3 separate regions of the Mus musculus genome follow, and all the other regions are linked to region 3. Evidence: chromatin contacts called from public Hi-C and promoter capture Hi-C data. All regions are on one chromosome and are shown on one strand. The core of a region is the stretch at or near the end of the contact, and the rest is flanking DNA. Distances in the headings are between cores, read along the strand shown. Region 1 holds the start of 4933405D12Rik (RIKEN cDNA 4933405D12 gene). Region 2 holds the start of Usp53 (ubiquitin specific peptidase 53). Region 3 holds the start of Alg14 (asparagine-linked glycosylation 14).

What was found. A called contact is a pair of places that touch in the nucleus more often than the background predicts. Capture Hi-C pulls out chosen DNA fragments and counts their contacts.
Region 1: a promoter capture Hi-C map of liver shows a contact between it and region 3, with 2.2 times the contacts expected there. The contact joins the promoter of 4933405D12Rik here to the promoter of Alg14 in region 3. A contact is called at or near these places in 1 of 39 promoter capture datasets (pre-B cells) and 2 of 9 other capture datasets (adipose tissue and liver).
Region 2: a contact with region 3 is called in a Hi-C map of CD8 T cells, with 4 times the contacts expected there. The contact joins the promoter of Usp53 here to the promoter of Alg14 in region 3. A contact is called at or near these places in 3 of 484 Hi-C or Micro-C datasets (CD8 T cells and uterus) and 2 of 9 other capture datasets (adipose tissue and liver).

Annotation. Positions count from the first base shown.
Region 1 is chr3:122,922,747-122,925,446 of GRCm38.p6, forward strand. 4933405D12Rik (RIKEN cDNA 4933405D12 gene) reads right to left here and starts at 1,370. Exons shown (of 6, transcript NR_046036.1): 1 at 1,317-1,370. It overlaps 1810037I17Rik (RIKEN cDNA 1810037I17 gene), which reads left to right and starts at 1,651. Exons shown (of 2, transcript NM_024461.2): 1 at 1,651-1,910. The coding sequence starts at 1,714.
Region 2 is chr3:122,982,821-122,985,733 of GRCm38.p6, forward strand. It overlaps Usp53 (ubiquitin specific peptidase 53), which reads right to left and starts at 1,627. Exons shown (of 16, transcript NM_133857.3): 1 at 1,462-1,627.
Region 3 is chr3:121,290,423-121,293,156 of GRCm38.p6, forward strand. Alg14 (asparagine-linked glycosylation 14) reads left to right here and starts at 1,318. Exons shown (of 4, transcript NM_024178.3): 1 at 1,318-1,561. The coding sequence starts at 1,426.

The DNA of each region.
Region 1 (2,700 bases), core at 120-2,619, 1.6 Mb after region 3:
AGCCCAAAATACACTGGTGGGTACTTTAGAAAGGCTGATTTAGGAAAGGAGAAAGCTCTTCTGTAAGCCCACGATGCTATCAGGGCTACTTGGTTGGTATAAGTTAGTGGGCTGCTAAGTTAGTAGACTCCAACAGGTTTTTATCTAATGGTTACAGGATATTCTGACATAGAGTTGAGTGGCTTATTAAAATACTCCCATGAAATACCTATGTAAATTCCACGCTTTACCTTATCTGAGCCTTCTGAAAATTCGTGACTGTAATTGAGACAGGCTAATTCCATGACAGACTTCTAATTGGCAGTTCCTGGGATTAGGCCTAAAATCCTAGGCTTCAGGCAGCTAGTCAGAAAGTGCCCTACCATCAGAAACGACCCCCCCCCCCCCAAAAAAAAAAAACCCAACCTGGCCTGAAGCAAGGACAATGGGTTTTCAGCCCTCACACCCAGGCAATAGTTTCAGAATGTCCTTAAGAGAGAGTAGATAAGGCCACCTACCCCAGGATTCCTCAGGCAAGTTTCTAGCCACCACACCAAGGTTATGCTTCTGGAATGCCCGAGATAAGAGTAAGACAAAGCCCATCTATCCGAGAATTCCCCCAATGTGCAGCGAGCATACTTGGTAATGGGAGACTCCAGCATGCTGGACTTCGACAAAATAAAACACTCTGTGTGTTTACAAACTACTTGAGTCTGGAGTATCATTCTTCAGCGAATCATGGACCCTTACAACGTCCACCTCATCAAAACTGTTTCAAAAATTATGAGCAAATCGCTCAAGTCTGTACAAAATCATCCAAAGTTCTCAAACTGTACACACTTCCCAAACATGTAAGAAACCAAAAAGTTTACGTGTATTGGAGAGATGATTCTACGGGGTCTGCCAACCTTTTTACATTGTCACACAATGTTGTCGTCTCCAAAGTTATTATCAGAGAATCTCACGATCTAGTTTTTTAAAAGGAAGGAAGAAAGAAAGAAAGAGAGAGAGGGAGGGAGGGAGGGAGGGAGGGAGGGAGGAAGGAAGGAAGGAAGGGAAGGAAGGAAGGAAGGAAGGAAGGAAGGAAAGGAAGGAAGGAAGGAAGGAAGGAAGGAAGGAAGGAAGAAGGGAGGAAGAAAGAAAAACATCCCCCCACACGCTCATGTTTATAAAAAGACTACTTTTGTGGGTGGGCAAGGCTGGAATCCTTTGAGGCGGTTCCTGAAGTTCTGGCATCATCTCAGAGAAAAGGAGTTGAGACAGTTTTCATCCCAGAAACCGGGAGAACCAGTAATGCACCCTGCAAGGCAGCGTTTGAGCTACGTGAGAGAGCTCACCTGCACCTTAGAAACCACCTCTGAACACCGCAAGGGGACACCCCACCAGGAAGCAACGGGGCGGGGCACAGAGCGCATGCGTGCGGTCGGGGAGGCGGGGCAGACACCTTCGCCAAGTTCGGGGGGCGAGGAGGGGTGGTGGAACAGAGCGCCTGCGCCAAGAGCAGCCGGCCCAGCGGAGTCTGCGCGTTCCCGGGAATGCCGAAGAAGGCGAATTCCTAGAAAGGGAGGACGCCTGCGCAGTCCGGAAGGCGGGGACGCGGGGGCGGGGCGGGGCGCGGCGGCGGGGGCGGGGCGCCTAGTCGATTGGCGGGGTTACCCGGAATTGGTTGCTAGACTGGGCGCGAAGCGGTCTTCAGGTTTGGTCTCAGTTGCGCGGAAGTGAAACGACGCGGAGATGGAGGTGAGCCAGGCGGCGTCTGGTACCGACGGTGTCCGGGAACGGAGGGGCTCGTTCGAAGCTGGAAGGAGGAACCAAGATGAGGCACCTCAGTCCGGGATGAACGGGCTTCCGAAACACTCCTACTGGCTGGATCTCTGGCTCTTCATCCTTTTCGACCTGGCCTTGTTCGTCTTCGTGTACCTCTTGCCCTGGTGAGTATCCTGAGTTGCAGAGTTGAAGAGCTTAGGAAGCTGGCGGCTGCTTCAGTCTTCTCGGAGAGGGAGGGAGGGACGGCAGCTAGAGATGGCGGAGTTGGAAGAGCGAAAATGGATTTCCTTGACACCCCAGTGGCAAGAGGAGTGTGGAGAAAACTTGACTTCCCATATTTGTCTGTTTCATCACCACAAACGAACTGTTAAGTGTTAGAAACCTATACCCATAATTAGATCTATCGTAAATAATAAAAAATAATTACTAAAAACTAATAAAAATAAAAGTAAATAAATATCGTAAGTAATAAAAAATAGAGCATGACAGGTTAAATGTGATTATATCTAAAGTGATTTGAGTGTTGTGCGCCTGCTTAAAATGCTTAGCCCAAAGCAAGCCTTGTAAACTTAACTTGTCCATAACTTATGCAGATAAACGCGTATTATCTTCCAGAGTATCCCCAGTCCTACATCTGTCAAAGAATGGAGTATCTTGGGTTTCTTTGGCTCTCATTTTTTCGGTTTTGTGGCAAATTAGAAGGCAGAGAATGGGGGGGGGGTTTGAAAAGATAAACAGTTTTTTGATAAAAACTCGTTAAGTCATTTTGGTATAGACATTTCAAGAACAGTGATTTATTATTTAGTTATTTTTAATGATCTCATTTTCACCTCTGGGTAGAAAATTCATGACTTAATAATGTAGGCCTTTAGTTTTCCTTATCAATAGTGTAAATTATGTAGGGATAGGCTAGCAGTATCTATGTTCAGCGTCCCACTAAATGTCAAAATAAGC
Region 2 (2,913 bases), core at 377-2,876, 1.7 Mb after region 3:
GTTAGCATCTAAAAGTGCACATCACCCCTTAAAATAGATCAGATTTCTTGTCATTTTTAAACTTTATTCTGTTAAAACAAACTTCTAAGCCACTGTACACCAAAACTGCATTTTTCGACACTACATAGTGAAAATAAACTTCTGAAATTAAACAATATAAGAAATATTTTGAATCAGAGCACATAGTGAAACTGTAAGGGCATTGTGTGTGTGTGTGGGGGGGGGTGCTTTCTTACTAAAGGGCAAGAATAAGTAGAAAATGTGTCCTACCACTAAAATGGCACTTTTATTTAAAAAAAAAAAGTGACGCCTTTAAAGTAATAAACTGTTAGTGCCACGTATCATGAGTTCGATAGACAACTTTATAAATAAAAAAAAAAATCCTAAGGAAAAGGCTTGTTTGGAGGGTCTCTTGTTTTTTATCCTTTGGGAAAAATACTTAATACATTGATTCGATTTACAAACTAAACAAATCACTTCTGTAAGTTTATAGCAAGTTGTCCAAAGGAGCTCACTTTAAAAGTCTCTAAAAGATAAGTCAAAAACCTTATTTTCCATACAACTCTTGCCCGCAGAAAATCTATTAGGAATTCTTCTGACAATAGCAGATAAATCACACATTACTTTTGAAGACCCTTTCTTCACTATTTTTTTTTTCCTTTTTTCTTTAACAGAATAGGATGAGGGATCTCTGCCTCGACCATCATCGACACAGAATTGAAAACAACAGAAAATAAAACTGACAAGTTATCAATGTCACCAATCCATTCTATCATAACTTCGTGTCAGCACTGGCTCCACCTTTTAAAGGTGAAAATCAGCGTGCCTGGTCTTAAACAAGCTCCAGGGCTCACCACAGAGAACTTAGGTTTACTGCCCATGTACCTCAAAAGTAGCCTTGAAAATATATTTGGAGGAAAGAATATGTTTCCAGCTATGGAAGACCGCAAGCAGATAAGGACGTGCAGTACGTTTTTGCAAGCATTTATCGGGATCTGCACGGAGAAAACAAACCCCAGGAGAATAACAAAACCTCAAAACAGGCTCAGATTGCAGGGCTTCACATCCTCCCGGTTACACCTGCGCAGGCACTTCCTGTTCCCCCGCGCCGCCGGCGAGTAGTTTGGTAATTGTACCGTAAACCGCCGTTTAGAAGCTAAACATTAACTCCGTCCGTCTGTCCAGCTACTGAGAAACCAACCAAGCCAAGATTCTATCACATCCAATCCAGTCTGCTCCGCCAAGGAGGAACGCCAATCACGCTGGAGCCCTGGTGAAGGCTCAGTGCTCCGGCAGCTGTGGGGCTGCACCGGGAACCGCAGGAGCCTGGCCAGCGCATCCCGACCCGGCCCAATCCCGCCCTCAGCCTGCGGCCACCCGGGTTAGCGCGCCCGAGCGGGGCCAGGCCGTGGGGACCGAGAGTCCTCCGCCCTCTGCCCAGCGGGGGCTCCCGCGACTCACCCCAAGCTCTACCTCCCGGCGCCGTAGCCCTTCCAGTCCCACTGGCCCGGCTCCGCCTCGCGCCGACACCCACAACGTCGTGACAGGCAAAGCGACACGCACAGGGACAGACGGCCACACCGCCGCTTTCAGCCGCCAGACCCGCGCAGAGCATGCGCGCACGCCCAAGACCCAGGGGCCGGTCTGGGCAGTGACACCTGCGATCAACAGGTCTCTGGACCCCGCCTTCCCCCGCGTCAGGACGCCCCGCCCCCTTGCGCCGGGCCCGCCTCCTCGTCTCGCCCCGCCCCGCCCCGCCCCCGCACGTGAGTTCCCGGCTTTCCCGCGGGTGATGCTCCCTTTCCGAGGGCTTGTGTGAGGCGCGAGATCCCGCGAGAGCAGGGCTCGGGCTTCTGCCCCGACGCGGGGGTGGCGCGCGGGGCGGGCTGTGAGACGGGACGTGGCGGATCGGCGAGCGGCTGCGTGGTGGGCTGGGGACTGCGGCGGATTTCCACGGCAGACGCGGGCGTCCCGCCGTCGTCCGCCTTGGTTGGCGGCTTTGCAGCCTGAGTGCGGATGCGCGGGGATCTGAGCCGGGGTTCTGTGGGTTTCAGCCATTGCTGGGTCGGCACCCCGGCGGTCCCCTTAGGGAGTCGGTACGGTCTGTTTGCAGTTGAATGGTGTCCTTTGGCGCGAATGTATTTTCCCTAAGTGGGGCTTTCGTGACCACTAATAAAACGAACGTCTTCATAACCGCGCTGACCCAGTTAGTATTTGTCAGAAATTTTGGCAGCATCCTCTCCGCGATGTGGAGCAGGTTTTGAGTTGCAAGCTGCTGCTGCTGCGAACCAGACTAGCCTTTGTCTGGGAAACTTTTATTTGGGATGATAATTAAAAGGAAAAACAAAACAAAGGGGGGAAAAAAAAACCTGGCTGATGATTAAGATGACTCAAAAAGGTAGATGTAGGTTTGGAAGACATTTCCAAAGCTGGCGTGAGTCATAAAAGTTGACTTAGATAAACTCAAAGGGGACTCCAGTTTACCTGAAGAAATCGCATGAGGGAGACCCTGCAGGTTGGTGGGTGACATGCAGTGAGGTTATTGTGTTTGACCCGGGATCAGTGAGAATTTATTATGTACCACATAAAAGAAGTAACATGAAGCCATAGACGCCGTCCTCAACATTAACATTAAAACCTCGACGGGAAGGAGCCGGAGAAACCAGCTCTTAGAAATGTAAAGAATTGGCACCATACTGTTTCCTCTCGGGTGCACTCTGTTTTGAGGTGTTGTTTAATATATCTTCTGTCACCTCTTTCCCCTTCAGCTATATTGTGTATTCTCGGATGTATTTTACATGAGTGCCTTAAATATGTCTTAAAAATAGACCAAGGAACAAGCAGTCCAGGTTTAGTTATGTTAATGTCCTACTCTTGACGTAACAAGATCTGAACGCCTTGTTCCCCCAGGAA
Region 3 (2,734 bases), core at 68-2,567:
ACCTTTGTGCTGTCTCCCCGCCCCCACCCCCACCCCCCCAGCCCTTGAGCCACAAATGATATCTGTCTAAAAGTCTGGCATTCTTATTGATTTTCATCACATAAATAACCTCAGGCAAATTAACTTTTGTGTAATCTATTTCCCTATTGTAATTCAAAGAGTAACATTTACATAGAACCTGACTGTAAAGAATGAGGTTAAGAAGGAGTGATGAAAGAGCCCACAGGCACCGTGCTATAATATCAACAAGATAGAGATACAGTCAGGAAATCTCCCAAGCAGTTTGCTGACTCGGGAACCAACACACCTAGCTTTATAAGGAGATCTCAGGGCGCCTTCCTGGAACTTCTGACTCAGTATCGCTCCCAAAAGCATTCTAGGCTCCAGGTAAATGTGATCGTCAATCCAAACTGAATTTAACAACGGACCATATGGTGTAGCATTCTTAGGCAGCAGGAGTTAGGATTTCTGGTTTCTAATTCTAGACATGACATTATTGCATTTAGGCCAATTTGTAGCACCTTTCTCGACCTGTCTGCATGCCTGACCTATTCAATCTGTAACCCCATAAGGGTCTGAAGGAATGTTTGTTGTCAAGAGGTTTTATTTTGCTGTAATTTAGGCTAAGTTCACAAACGCACGCACAACTGGGATTAGAGTGGGCAGTGGAAGTCTATCATTTCAGAGGACCGCGGGAGGAATAAGCCAGAAATGCTTTGTGATAAACTTAACTGCAGGGCTATGTCTTCCTCCCTTGCTACCTGAAGCCAAGGGGTTTCCAATCCTCCCAGGAATATGACATAGCTTGAAGTGATCCGGATTCTGGTTATAGTTTGAGATCTGTGAAACTGTCTAGAAAACATAAATGTCAGGAAAGGGCGGATTTGAATGTTTTCCCCCTAAGAGTATGCCTCTGACTGGCAAAAATTTTCTAGTTCGGTTTGTCTTGGAACCCGTAAGGAAGAAAGGAAGTAGTGATGTATGCCAGGAGCCTCAGGCAAAACCTGGCAGGACAGGAGCAGCTACTAACCCGGGGCTTCGTGGTCCTTCTACCATACATGTAGTTTGACCTCGCCACTGGCAGAAATCAAACTTCTCCAGCACTTAACTTTCCAACTACACAACTGCAGCACAAACTCGGGTAACAAAACCATTACTGTTCCTTGTAGCGCTTCCTGGGCAAACTGCCCTTAGCCCCACCCATCACGGACAAACCCGGCTCACTGAGACGCAAGAGACGCGTCGTTCTGCGTTTTCCAATCAGAGCCACACTTCTGAACTTTGACCGCCCAACTTGGCAAGCTCCGCCCAGTGCAGACCATCCCCGCCCACAGAGAGGCGCTTTGCTCCCTGTTTGCTCTTAAGCGCGGTGCTTGCAAACTTTAACCGCTGGCGCCAGGTCTACACGCATGCGCCATCCTTTGAATGCTGAGCATTCTGATTCTAGCTGCTACAGCCGCAGGGCTAGTGATCTTGCTATTCCAGCGACTATGGACCGTGCTTGGGCCCCATCACGTCACTCCCCGAGAGTCTCTCAGACTCTTGATCGTGGCTGGATCCGGTAAGTATCCGGGCGGAGGCCGACGGTCTTGAGTTAGGCACTACAAACCCCAGAATGCATCGCGACTCTCTTCGCCCTTCTTAGCGCCTTTAGGAGCGCTGCATGCTGAGATTTGTAGTTTCTTTGCGTTCCCGGAACCGGCCACCCCAGGCAGGAAAAAATGCTGGTTAGCTGACGCCACCCAGCCGCCTGTCATTAAGACAGGTCATTTACACTTGTCTGTAATTAAGCCTCTCTGTAGTGTACTGCTTTCTAACAAATAATTAGCGACGGAGTACGCCGAAGCCTTTTGATGCTGACATATTGTTGCCCTCTTTGCTGCTGTGCGTTATTAATTCTAGGTCTTTGTACTTAGTTTAAGAAATGTGAACATTACATGGTAAACGAAGTAGAGTTGTCGCACTTATGAATGCGCAAAGTCCCTGAGGATAAAAACGTGGACACTCCATACGACGATACCTCCAGAGTGACAGGATATGAGTAATAAACTGTCCAGTCAGCTCTGAACATTTTAAAACTTAAAATTTTAGATGAACAGTTTTGACGAGTGTATAGTTAAACACGACTCAACTTTAAACAACCAAGGTGATACCCAAACCTATATCAATGCTGTCTGGAATACATATGTTATAACCTATTGCTCCAGGGACAGTAAAACAAAACCATTGCCTAACAGAAAATGATGCAGTCAAGACACACAGTAAATTCGAGGTGTTTAAGGCAGCCTCTGCAGGAGACCATACAGTTTTACAGTAGCTTTAAAAAAAATACACACTAATAAAAATACACAAACTAGTAATGTAGTTGTGTATTATTGTTATCAAATGTTATGAACTGTATATAGTAGTATATATTGTACTTTTTTTAAAGACTTGTTTATTATATGTAAGTACACTGTAGTTGTCTTCAGACACACCAGAAGAGGACGTCAGATCTCGTTACGGATGGTTGTGAGCCACCATGTGGTTGCTGGGATTTGAACTCAGGACCTTTGGAAGAGCAGTCAGTGCTCTTAACCGCTGAGCCATCTCACCAGCCCCTATATTGTACTTTTTTATATTGCAGGCAGCACAGTGAATTTGTTCATAGATTACCTTGGGCTACTGTGTTATGGTTGCTGTGTCACTAGACAATAAGGAATTTTCTGTTCCTTTTTAATGTCATGTGACCAAT